2 separate regions of the Zea mays genome follow, and region 1 is linked to region 2. The links are chromatin contacts, called in public Hi-C maps. All regions are on one chromosome and are shown on one strand. Each heading gives the region's core, a stretch centred on a gene start, on an enhancer-like site or on the middle of the called end of the contact. The rest is flanking DNA. Distances are from core to core; before and after follow the strand shown.

What was found. A called contact is a pair of places that touch in the nucleus more often than the background predicts.
Region 1: a contact with region 2 is called in a Hi-C map of ear, with 2.2 times the contacts expected there. The contact joins the promoter of LOC541639 here to the promoter of LOC100279882 in region 2. A contact is called at or near these places in 5 of 25 Hi-C or Micro-C datasets (bundle sheath, ear, endosperm and 2 more).

Annotation. Positions count from the first base shown.
Region 1 is chr9:152,098,481-152,103,968 of Zm-B73-REFERENCE-NAM-5.0, forward strand. LOC541639 (response regulator 10) reads right to left here and starts at 2,499. Exons shown (of 6, transcript NM_001111394.1): 1 at 2,259-2,499; 2 at 491-643; 3 at 4-402. The coding sequence starts at 2,379.
Region 2 is chr9:151,734,103-151,739,577 of Zm-B73-REFERENCE-NAM-5.0, forward strand. It overlaps LOC100279882 (Sec-independent protein translocase protein TATC chloroplastic), which reads right to left and starts at 3,449. Exons shown (of 4, transcript NM_001152835.1): 1 at 3,106-3,449; 2 at 990-1,279. The coding sequence starts at 3,370.

The sequences.
Region 1 (5,488 bases), core at 1,249-3,748, 360 kb after region 2:
TACTGTCTATCCCGAGGTGATTGACTGCATTCACAAATTGTTGATGAAGCTCAACTGACCAAACAACTCTTGGTTTCTTTGATGTAGAAGAAGGATCACCATTTTCGAGGTCAGTTTCATCATCTTCTTTCTCTCTTTTCTTTCTCTGAGATTTCCAGCTGCCATCACCTCCATCATTCGCGGAGGAAGCGTATTCATTATCATTATTGGTTGGTCTGTTACGATCGGTGTCATCTAGGCTACCAGAATGCTCATGGTCCTTGTTTTCATTAAATTTTTTCCTAATAACATGTTGCCAGATGTTTTTCAGCTCCTCCATTCTGACAGGTTTTATTAAATAGTCACATGCTCCATGCTTAATTCCGTTCATTACAATATCCGTTCTTGAATCAGCAGACATCACTGCAAGTTTCATCAACAATTATTAGTGGTGTTTCGACGCCAGATGTTAACATAATGAATAGAAAAACAGGAACAAATATATACTCACTGATAACTGGAAGGTCCATCTCAAGGCCTACAAGTTCAAGTAGCCTGAATCCGTCCATATCCGGCATGTGGACATCACTTATTATAACATCAAAACCACGCCTATTCTCTCGCAACATAGTTAGTGCTCTTGTAGCCTGAGGACATGTTGTCACTGTAAAACAAAACAAGAAAAGCCAACAAGGTTTAAACTTAAAAAAACATACATAAGGAAAATTCAACAACACAAATCAACCAAAAATTGAGACTGGCACATCCGTTTATTCAAGAACAGGCTAATCTAGCTAGATTCTGTCCCTGTGAAATAGGGAAAGGTTCTTGAAAATGTGGGGGGAAGGCAAACCGAGTGCCGAAGACTCCCACATAAGGCTTTGTTTGGGTACTCTAGTATTCACCCAAATCCACATGTATTAAAGTGGATTGGGGTGAAAATTAGTTTAATTTACACCCCAATCCACCTCAATATATGTGGATTGGGGTGAATACTAGAATTTTCAAATCAAGACCTAAGTGGGATTTGGAAAAGGGATAAACCGAATCAAGCCTCACCCCACAAATGCGGAGAGGCTTCTTCAAACCTGCGACCTAACCACAACATCAGGTCTACCATTCGTTCCTGAAAATATGGATCTAAGAGAAAACAAACAAAACCCATAGCATGCGATATTGTATTATGCCGCAACAAGAATAAAAGAATACAAATTCAAGACAACAATAGCAACAAGTATTGGATTATATATTTAAATTGCAACTTAACGGGAAAAAACATATCAAATACCGATGCTTGTCGTGGCTAAGAAAAGCATGCTCAGTAATTTCTCAGGATTTGCATTCGGTTAACATTTAGGGACCCATCCTATGTCTAGCAAAGGGAAACTAACTTGTACTTTTCACCTCTTTAGATCTTGTACCGAATTAGAAGTAGCATTCAAATCATGCATTCTAAGGCAAGCTGTGCCAGGATATGTCTAGAATATGACAAATACATCAGGAAATGGACATAAAAAGGTACTATGTAACCGATGCCCTGCAAAAACAAATTTAATCCTGGTTCTCCCCCACTCATTTTCCCTGTACACACATGTGGTGCTAGCACCCACCACAACAGAATCACAAGAAACAAACATTTCAAGGAATTATTGGTTTCATATATGGATATTCCCATACTAAATGTAACTTGGAATGATGCATCCAGAGAGTATTCTCATTTAAACATAACCCTAATATATGATTATCAAGAAACAGGTGCATCACCGATCCACCACATATACACTAGTGGTGGAATCCGGATTTAGCTGCGTCAAATCCTCGAATTCTAATCTTGATACTTCGATAAATGCATAATCACTCCGAGGAGCAAGCAGCACCACTAGCTAGGCACGTACACAGATTTCCCACATACTGTATAACGCATCCACTCAGATCTCCCTATGCAAATATATACCATCAATCAAACTATGCCCAAATAAAGACACGTTAAAATTTACTTAAAACACCCATTATAGAATTCTGAAGGTTTCTTAAATTGATAGCGGGACATCTCAGAATTCCCCAGAATTTACGGTAGGAGCGTGTGAATCGCATAAAAGCACGCGCCTTCCCGGACTACAAACAGATAAAACCGTAGCAGGCATGAAACAGAAACAACCATATTAAGGGTTCTTAACCGATAGGAACAGGGAAGCAATCAATCGCCTCGCGCCCAGTAAACGCCGAGGCACGACAAAGCAACCGAACGAGGGTAGGAGAGGAGCGGGGCAGTTGCTCACCGTCATATCGGCACTCAAGGAGCATCCTCTTGAGCACAACGAGGCACGTCGGGTCGTCGTCCACAACCAGCACCTTCATGCCCACGGGGAACTCCCCTCCCCGCGCCTTTGCCGCCGCCATCTCCTATATCGAGAAAACCGAGACCTCACCACCACGCTCTCTCCCGTCCAAATCACACCTCCATCGTCGCCGTAGACCGGCGCCTAGCCGCTCGCCAGGCGGCGCCTCGGGAGCCGCCGCGATTCAGAGGCAGATGCCCCAGGTAGGGGCGGGGAAAGGGAACAGCGAAGCAGGGAGGGAGAAGAGGTGGGATGAAGAGGAGACTAGATCGCTAAGCGTGATTAGTAAAGCAAATCACGCGATTGGCCATGGGTCAGGCAGCGATTACGAGTCACTGACACCGCTGGCAGGGCTCTGCCGCGTCCTGCGGCTGCGGCTCCCTGTCTCAGCTTGCTTTCCACTTGCGGCGGGGCGGGCCGGTCCGCGGCGCCCTTTTCTCTCCTTCGAGATGGCTGCGTGCGCGCTTAGCTGGCCGCTACCGGGTGGCGGGTGCTTCCTTTAAGAAAAACGGCACGAATTGATTTTGTTTTGATTTCCTTCCATTTTTTTTTTTGGAGCCCCCATATGGTCTTGAGCTTTCCATCTTTTGCGACTTTCTACCGATCAGGACTCTTGCTGGATTGCCTCAGATGAAGTTGATGAGGAATGTAGTATCGCTTTGGTTGGGACCGTCGGGCCCATTGCTTATGCTTGCGGATTCTTACTTCTTAGAATGTTGATTTTTGAAGGTGGCGTTTCAAATTTGAATTTTTTTAATCTAAGAGCACAAATTGTATAAAGTGCGAAAAACTTTACTATGCATGTGAGAATGCTACTCAAATTAGGAAGGGAACGGGATGGAACGTTCATCAATGTTACCGTGGACCGAAGTGATAGATAAAATGACAACGATTCTAGAATTTAAGGTTTATTGGTGGGGATGCTTCATTGCCGATTAGACTCAAGGGAGGGGTTTAGTGGTGGCGGTCAGCCTTGCACGGCTGTGGTGACGAGTTGAAGTAAAGTGTATAACGCTTCATCTAAAAATGGCAATTGGTATCCGCTACCTAAAATTCGGTGAGTTTTTGCTTTATTCGGGTATATATTTGAACTATTTTTTATCCATGAGTTTGTTAATGGGTTTAAAAAAATCTAGTGGGTACATGGACATGACTTTGTTCTTGCACTGCCTATACCTGAAAATCCATGGGGTTTTAAAACTCGCCTTAAAACCAACATAACTTGCAAACATGTCTTATGATATTATTGATTAAATATATTCTAGTTGAAACGGAATACTTGTGGTGAAAATTTAGGCTAAATTGATTTTTGTTGTTGTTTCTCTTATCATTGCTTAATAATATATTGGTTTACGCGATAAAGTATTTTTCATGTTAATGTTAGTGGGTACTCATGGCATGAGTTTGGGAAAAAATCCATAATAGTCATATATGTGTTTTTAGAGGTCATGTTTTTTTCTTCCTGCGCATGGGTTTGGGCAAAAGATACCTAGCGGGTTTCTACCCGCTGTCATCTCTAATCCCATCCTGTTAATAGACTATATTAGTTGTGAAGTTGACCCATTTAGCCTATGTGACACATGTTTGATTGTGGTTGGCGGGTGTAGTACCACCATGGAAAGGTTAGGAGTGTGAGGGTCAGGTTACAATTTTTGTTGTTCTAAACATAGCATCTATGGGTTAACTCTTTTATGTGAAGCAAGGACAAAAGTGTAAGAGAGGTGCTACACGTATGTAGGCCTATTACACATATGAAGTCGGGCTATATAAGCGGATTTTGGACGCAGTGTGTTACATATGGTACCAAAGCATCAATTGTTGTTGCATGTGTCTACGTAGGGGTGTACCAAGAGGGGCATCTGGTGAGCTATTGAGGGCATCAGCCTTGAAGGGGTGAACATAACATCTATCCTGTTAGTAACATGTAGAAGTTGTGGAGTCCATGAAGCGGGAACTAAAGTGTAAGAGAGGTACTACGCGTATGTAGACTCATTTTTCACATAAGGAGGTAGGTCATATAAGCATATTTTAGATATTGAGGGATGTACCAAGAGGGCATCTAGTAGCTATCGAGGGCATCATTCTTGAAGGGGTGAATATAACACCCTATCCCGTTAGTATAATCTGTAAAAGTCCATGGAGCGAGAATGAAAGTGTAAGAGAGGTACTATACCTATGTAAACTCGTTTCACATATGGAGCCAGGCCATATAAGCATATTTTAGATCTGGTGTGTTACAAAGGGAACAAGGCAATGGGGCTTGGGTGTAAAACTGCAAGTGGTGTAGGATAAGTTGATTGGACGAAGCCAGCGATGAGGACAAGGAGCCATCAAAGATAGAGCCATATAGTCGATTGAGACTAGGGAATGACAAGAAAGGAATGGTGGTGATAGACAACAGGCAAGGGTGTAGTTGAGGAAAAATAGATGAGAAGAAATAAATTATGTGTTGATACCTATATTAACGTGCTTGTGTTAGACATGAGCTTCCTACAAAGTGAGTATCCTAGGCAGTAGGCACAACAACTTGTTACTCAAAACTACAATGTTAAATTTGCTTGAATAAGTACTAGTTTTACAAATGAGTACTAAGGTTTTATCGAATTGTAATGTAAATCATTTCACGTCTGTAAATATGGATGATTTATTAAAATTTTGCAAAGTCCATTATCAAATCAAATAGGTGCATATAGCAACACTTGGTCGCAATGAGCCTTTGGGCTGTGTCCATCGATCCTATGTTTTTATTTTTATCTATTTCCTGCCTAGAGACATCAACTTTAGTCCAAATTTGAGTGACCACATTTATTCCATATTTTAAGATCATCATGTCTTATTGTTGCAATGAAAGCAACTTAATTATCTCTAGCTATTCCAAAAGTCAAGTTTTAGAGCAATTATTATATTTAACAATGCAACCAACCCAAGTGGCCAAACTTATTTATATTGATTAATAATATCCATTAACATCAGTTACGAAACATAAAAGAATATGTAACCTGGAATGACCCATTTGCCCTAATCATATATAATATATAGAAAATGAAAATTATTAACATTATAATACTACACTGTTGGTTGCAACTAGTATCCACTTGTTACGTCTACTAGTAGCTTATAACCATGTGGATGATACTCTCGTTTTGTAACCATGTCAATATTTTTTATTA
Region 2 (5,475 bases), core at 2,199-4,698:
TTAGGCAGAAGAGTAATATAGGCTGAATTAAGCAAACCCATGTTCCTAAACTTTCGGTCCCAAACACAAGATAAAGCTACCAAAAGGTCTGTCTTGATGGTGGGCCAACAAGCTTATAGAACCTGCCAGTGAATCCATCAGGGGATTTGTCAGATGGGAGGGTTTTGATTGTTTCAAACACTTCATCTGAAAAAGGAGCGTCCAAAGCATTCAAATCATGAGTAGGGACCCCAAGTGCATCAAGGTCCACCGTAACCTCTCTACCTTCAGCAGATGACATGACTAACTGATTGACAAATTAGATTCCACCAATGATCCCAGTATCCTTTAATAAATTTAATCTAACACCCCCTTCCCTTCCACACTAACCTTGCTTCACCTCACTAAGTAGTGAGAGATTTTCCCGCACTAGCTCAGCAAATATGTGCAATGGTATTCAAATTTTCTGTACGCAGACATGTTCATTAGGTACTTGCAATTTTGAATTCTAATTTAGTAAGGTGAAAAGAGGCACCTAGGTATATGGACTTTGCAGTTAAGCTTTCCAATCATGTGTGAGAACTGAGAAGATTTCCATCTGTTTGGTCTTTAGGACTACCAGCGGATGTAGTTTGGACAAATATGATAAAAAGTCACACAACCTCAGATACATGCACTGATGCACCCGCTGCACACCATGTGGAACCACAATTACCTCCGGATTGATTACACATCGCTAGAACCATGAAGTAAGAAAGGGCTTGTTCAAGTGCATTGTACATTGCTGTAGCAATCAGAATGTAGAATTGAATTATGTGGATGATTTCCTCATGCAATCAAACGTCACATAGCAAAAAATGCTAGTTGGATATAAGATTGGCAATTTGGCATGGATTATTCTGAATTGAATAGAGAAAAGGATGGAGAGTAGTAGAAAATAGAAATGATAAGAATATTGTAAGCCAAATTTTAAATGCTAGAATGTTCGCTCCAGATTTCTGGAGTCTCACCTTTAATGTTGTAAAGAAAAATTCCCCAGGCGAGAGCTGCAAAAACCGAACACCCTGAACAGTCACTGGTGCCTCTAGAAAAAGAACCAGATCTTTTGAAAAAGCAAAACAGCCTAGTATCGCAGCCCCAACAGCCAAAACTGAGATGAAAATCCTCTCGCGAAGCTCCTCCAGATGATCAAATATACTCATCTCCTTATCATCTGGAAGTAAGTCTTTGCTTGGATAGAGAAAATTATACAGAGCACTCTGTTCTTCCTGTGAGGGGCTTCTGAAGGAACCGTTTTCCACTGCCAAAGGTAAAATTGAGTTGTAAATTCGTCAAATATTCTGGGTGCAGTTATGTCACATACTCCAGAAATAAAACTCTAGCAAGGTAGAATAAAACAAATAAAAGATAATTCGTCATGTAACATGAAAAAATAGCTCAGGCCGGTACAAAGTGCAGTATGAGATACAATTTAGAATTTACTATATTGGCTAGCCAGCTCACCTTTAACTTTTTCGTTTCCAATATTTAACTTTTTCTGCAGACCATGTTTCTTTTACCTTCTTAATATAACAAATGGCGCAGTTATCCTGCGCATTCGAGAAGAAAAAAAACTCAAGCTGTAGTACACCAATGAGACCAGCACCTTAATGTTGAACAAGATGTACTTCTTTTGATGTCTAGCTTTATTATTTGTGCTCCCTCTGTTTCTTTTATAAGGCATGCGCACACGTTTCAAGGTTTAAACCTCATGATTCTTTACTGAGGATTATCTTAACAATAATTATACATGGATGGTGACATTACATTCATATATGAATTTAGTTTTCTGGTACAAGGCACCAAGCCAACAAGGTAATGCAAATCCCCAGTTCTACAATGACCCAATATACATTCCAGTGGACTTATCAAATCCGAGTAGTGAGGTCTCAGTTTTTTTTTTATCTTTTTCCGCCATTTGTTGCATGCGACCTTCCTTTCTTCCTCGTTCAAGCAAGATGTCAAATAAGAAAAGTAGTGATTAGATGTCCTTTTACACCACATTCTAGTGTCAGTCTGAGTGATTCACTAAATATGATTGGCTAGAGCAAATTGAAAAGGTGGGTAATTGTTTGATGATGCTTCCAAATTTTAGAGTTTGATGGAGTTGAACATATAAGTTAGTACTGGGAATTTCCACTAACCCTGGCAACAATTTATCCTAGCTGAATGCAGATATGGGGTATTTAAGGTATTCCCGCATTCAGTATTTTTATGATGAAATTATAACCCTTGTATCACCCTACATTAAAATGTAACGGTCTGATTCTATCTCTATATCTCATATCCAGAAAATGGAACTATATGATTACATCTCTCATATCTAGAAAAATTGTTGGATATCTGATTTTCCTGCCCTTTGTTTGATATCAATACCTCTTCGGTGGTCCGTCCTTCAGTATTTGACACATATGCATCCGTAGAAATAAAAAACTCAGCCACCCTAGGAGGAACTAGAGAGAAGAAACAGATACCCAAATTCGCCTTGATGAGAACTTGAACTTCGGGGTCGGAAGTGTGTGTTAGAATACAAGTGAATTGTCCACCTCTCTCCACCAGCTTAAGTTTTTGGGTTGGACTGGTGGGTGTATGCAGCTTAATATGGTATGAGAGCCAGATGTCTCGAGTTTGAATCCTAGTTAGTGCAATTAATTAAAATAATTATTGATCGCTTCTATTTCATATTTGGGGCCTGAGAGAGCCTTTTAGGTTGAACTGGTTGGGGTTGGGGCAACTTAATAGTGTGGGCATACACCCACACCCACAACCAACTGAGCTAGGATCTGACACACATATGCATATGCATCCCTACGAATAAGAGCAGATTCCCTACTTGCTGACAACGTATTAAGTGCAATGGACATTAAACCTTATCTTTTATTAGTTTTTAAAATTGGAAGTCAGAATTCTGACCTTTCTCGATCGATTGTTTCTGTAGATTAGGAATTTTCATGACACTACTCCGTACGATCCCTCCTACCCCAAACAATGTGAGCTCATATTCAGCATGTGACTAAGTTGTCTAGGAGCTCCACTGTAGCACGAGAGCAGTGCTAACTAAAAGGGCGGACGTAATGTCAGGCGTACCAGGAGGTCCTGGAGACGGATCCTCGAGTGCTGCGCCGATGCCGCTCGGAGACTCCTTCTGAGCCTCCCGGGGCCCGCCGTCCCCGTCGCCGGCAGCGCAGCGGAGGCGCTGCCCGCGGCGGCGCTCGGGCTCAAGCGCCGCGTCAGCTAGCGATAATAGAGGCAAGTTGCGCTGGCGTACGATGCGCCGGCTCTGGCGGAAGAGGACGCCACCGGAGTGCACCTGCGGCGACGGGTGCCAAAGCAGCGCCCCTGTGCTTCCCATCCCCGTTCCCGTCTGCACGACTGCACCTCGCCGTTCCGCTGGTGCACTACCCGGAGAAAGAGATACCCGGTGGCGGACAGACGATGTCACGATATTATCTCGCCCGTGCAGCTGGTAGTCGGTACAGTCAATGTCAAAGGGAGCCGCACGGGTTTCTCGACGTCTAGCGTGGCCAAAGTAAATAAAACTAGTTGATTTTCCGTACGTTGCAACGACTTATAACAATACTTATATAAACTATTCATAAACAAATTTCAAGATTTTTTATTGATTGTCACCGTCCTCGGTATATTTTTTTTGGCTAATTGATGTTATTATATGTTTCATCCAACATTGTTACTTCGTGGCAATTACGAACGTTTAAAACCAACAAATAACCTTTCATTTTACTGTTAGTGTGATAAATTATTGTTGCTCCATCCAATTCAGCAACTTAAAAACTATGGAGTCCATTGCACCAATGCGGTCTCAGAAACGACTTAATGTTTACAAGAGCCAAGAACGTTGTGTCGTGCTTCGACTGTAGCTTCGACCCATAGTGCTGGTCCGGCCCAACACAACTATATTTTTTTATTTACAAAATATATATGTATACATTTATATCATTTATATTCAATATTAAAAACATGTGAGCATGATGTTCTATTGGTTAGACAGTTTTACTTAGTGTCTCTCACCCTTCTTCCATCAGGGCATGGGTTCGAAGCCCATCTCCTGCACCGTTTTTTAACATTTTACGTTGATTTAATGAAATGAGCCGGACACGCGGATTTGTTTTACCGAGGTTCGGTTCTTGCAAACCTACTCCCCGTTGAGGTGGTCACAAAGACCGGGTCTCTTTCAACCCTTTCCCTCTCTCAAACGGTCCCTCGGACCGAGTGAGCTTTCTCTTCTCAAATCAACCGGGAACAAAACTTCCCCGCAAGGACCACCACACAATTGGTGTCTCTTGCCTCGGTTACAAGTGAGTATTGATCTCAAGAAAGAATGAGAAAGAAGAAAGTGATCCAAGCGCAAGAGCTCAAAAGAACACGACAAATCACTCTCACTAGTCACTAATGCTTTTGTGGGTTTGGGAAAGGATTTGATCACTTGGGTGTGTCTTGTATTGAATGTCTAGCTCTTGTAAGTAGTTGGAAGGTGGAAACCTTGGATGACTTGAATGTGGGGTGGTTGGGGGTATTTATAACCCCAACCACCAAACTAGCCGTTTGGTGGAGGCTGGGTTCCGACCGTTGGAGCTCTGACTGCTGGGCCTGCCTGGATGTCCGGTGGCACACCGGATATGTACTGTAGAGTGTCCGGTGCGCCATTTCGCGCGTGCCTGACTTCTGCGCGCTCTGGCGCACATTTAATGCTTCTGCAGGTGACCGTTGGCGCGAAGTAGTCGTTGCTCCGCTGGCTCACCGGACAGTCCGGTGTGCACCAGACATGTCCGGTGAATTATAGCGGAGCGAATTCCCGAAGCTGGCGAGTTCCAGAGTCGCTCTCCCCGGGGGCACCGGACAGTCCGGTGAATTATAGCGGAGCGCCTCTGGATTTTCCCGAAGGTGAGGAGTTCAGCGTGAAGTCCCCTGGTGCACCGGACACAGGCCGGTGGTGCACCGAACACTGTCCGGTGGCACCGGACAGTCCGGTGCGCTAGACCAGGGCTGCCTTCGGTTATCCCTTGCTCTTTTTTTGTTGAACCCATTTCTTGGTCTTTTTATTGGCTTAAGTGTGAACCTTTTGCACCTGTGTAACTTATAGATTAGAGCAAACTAGTTAGTCCAATTATTTGTGTTGGGCAATTCAACCACCAAAATCAATTAGGAACTAGGTGTAAGCCTAATTCCCTTTCACTAACGATTGACTCGGCACAATCAGCAGGCCGGCATAACGTGCCTGGGCCAGAGTTGTGGCCCGCGGGCGTCTGGCCCGTGCCAGGACGCGCCGTTTAGCTATCTATAGGCATGCAACAGATTAATTTGAAATAACTGTGATGAGTTATTTGTAAAAAGATGACGCGAGATGACCGTTGAAACTGATGCTTTAAGTATAGTATAGACTAGGCGAATTTCACACGTGTTGCTGGTAGCATAAAGAATATCTTAGCTTTATAAAAC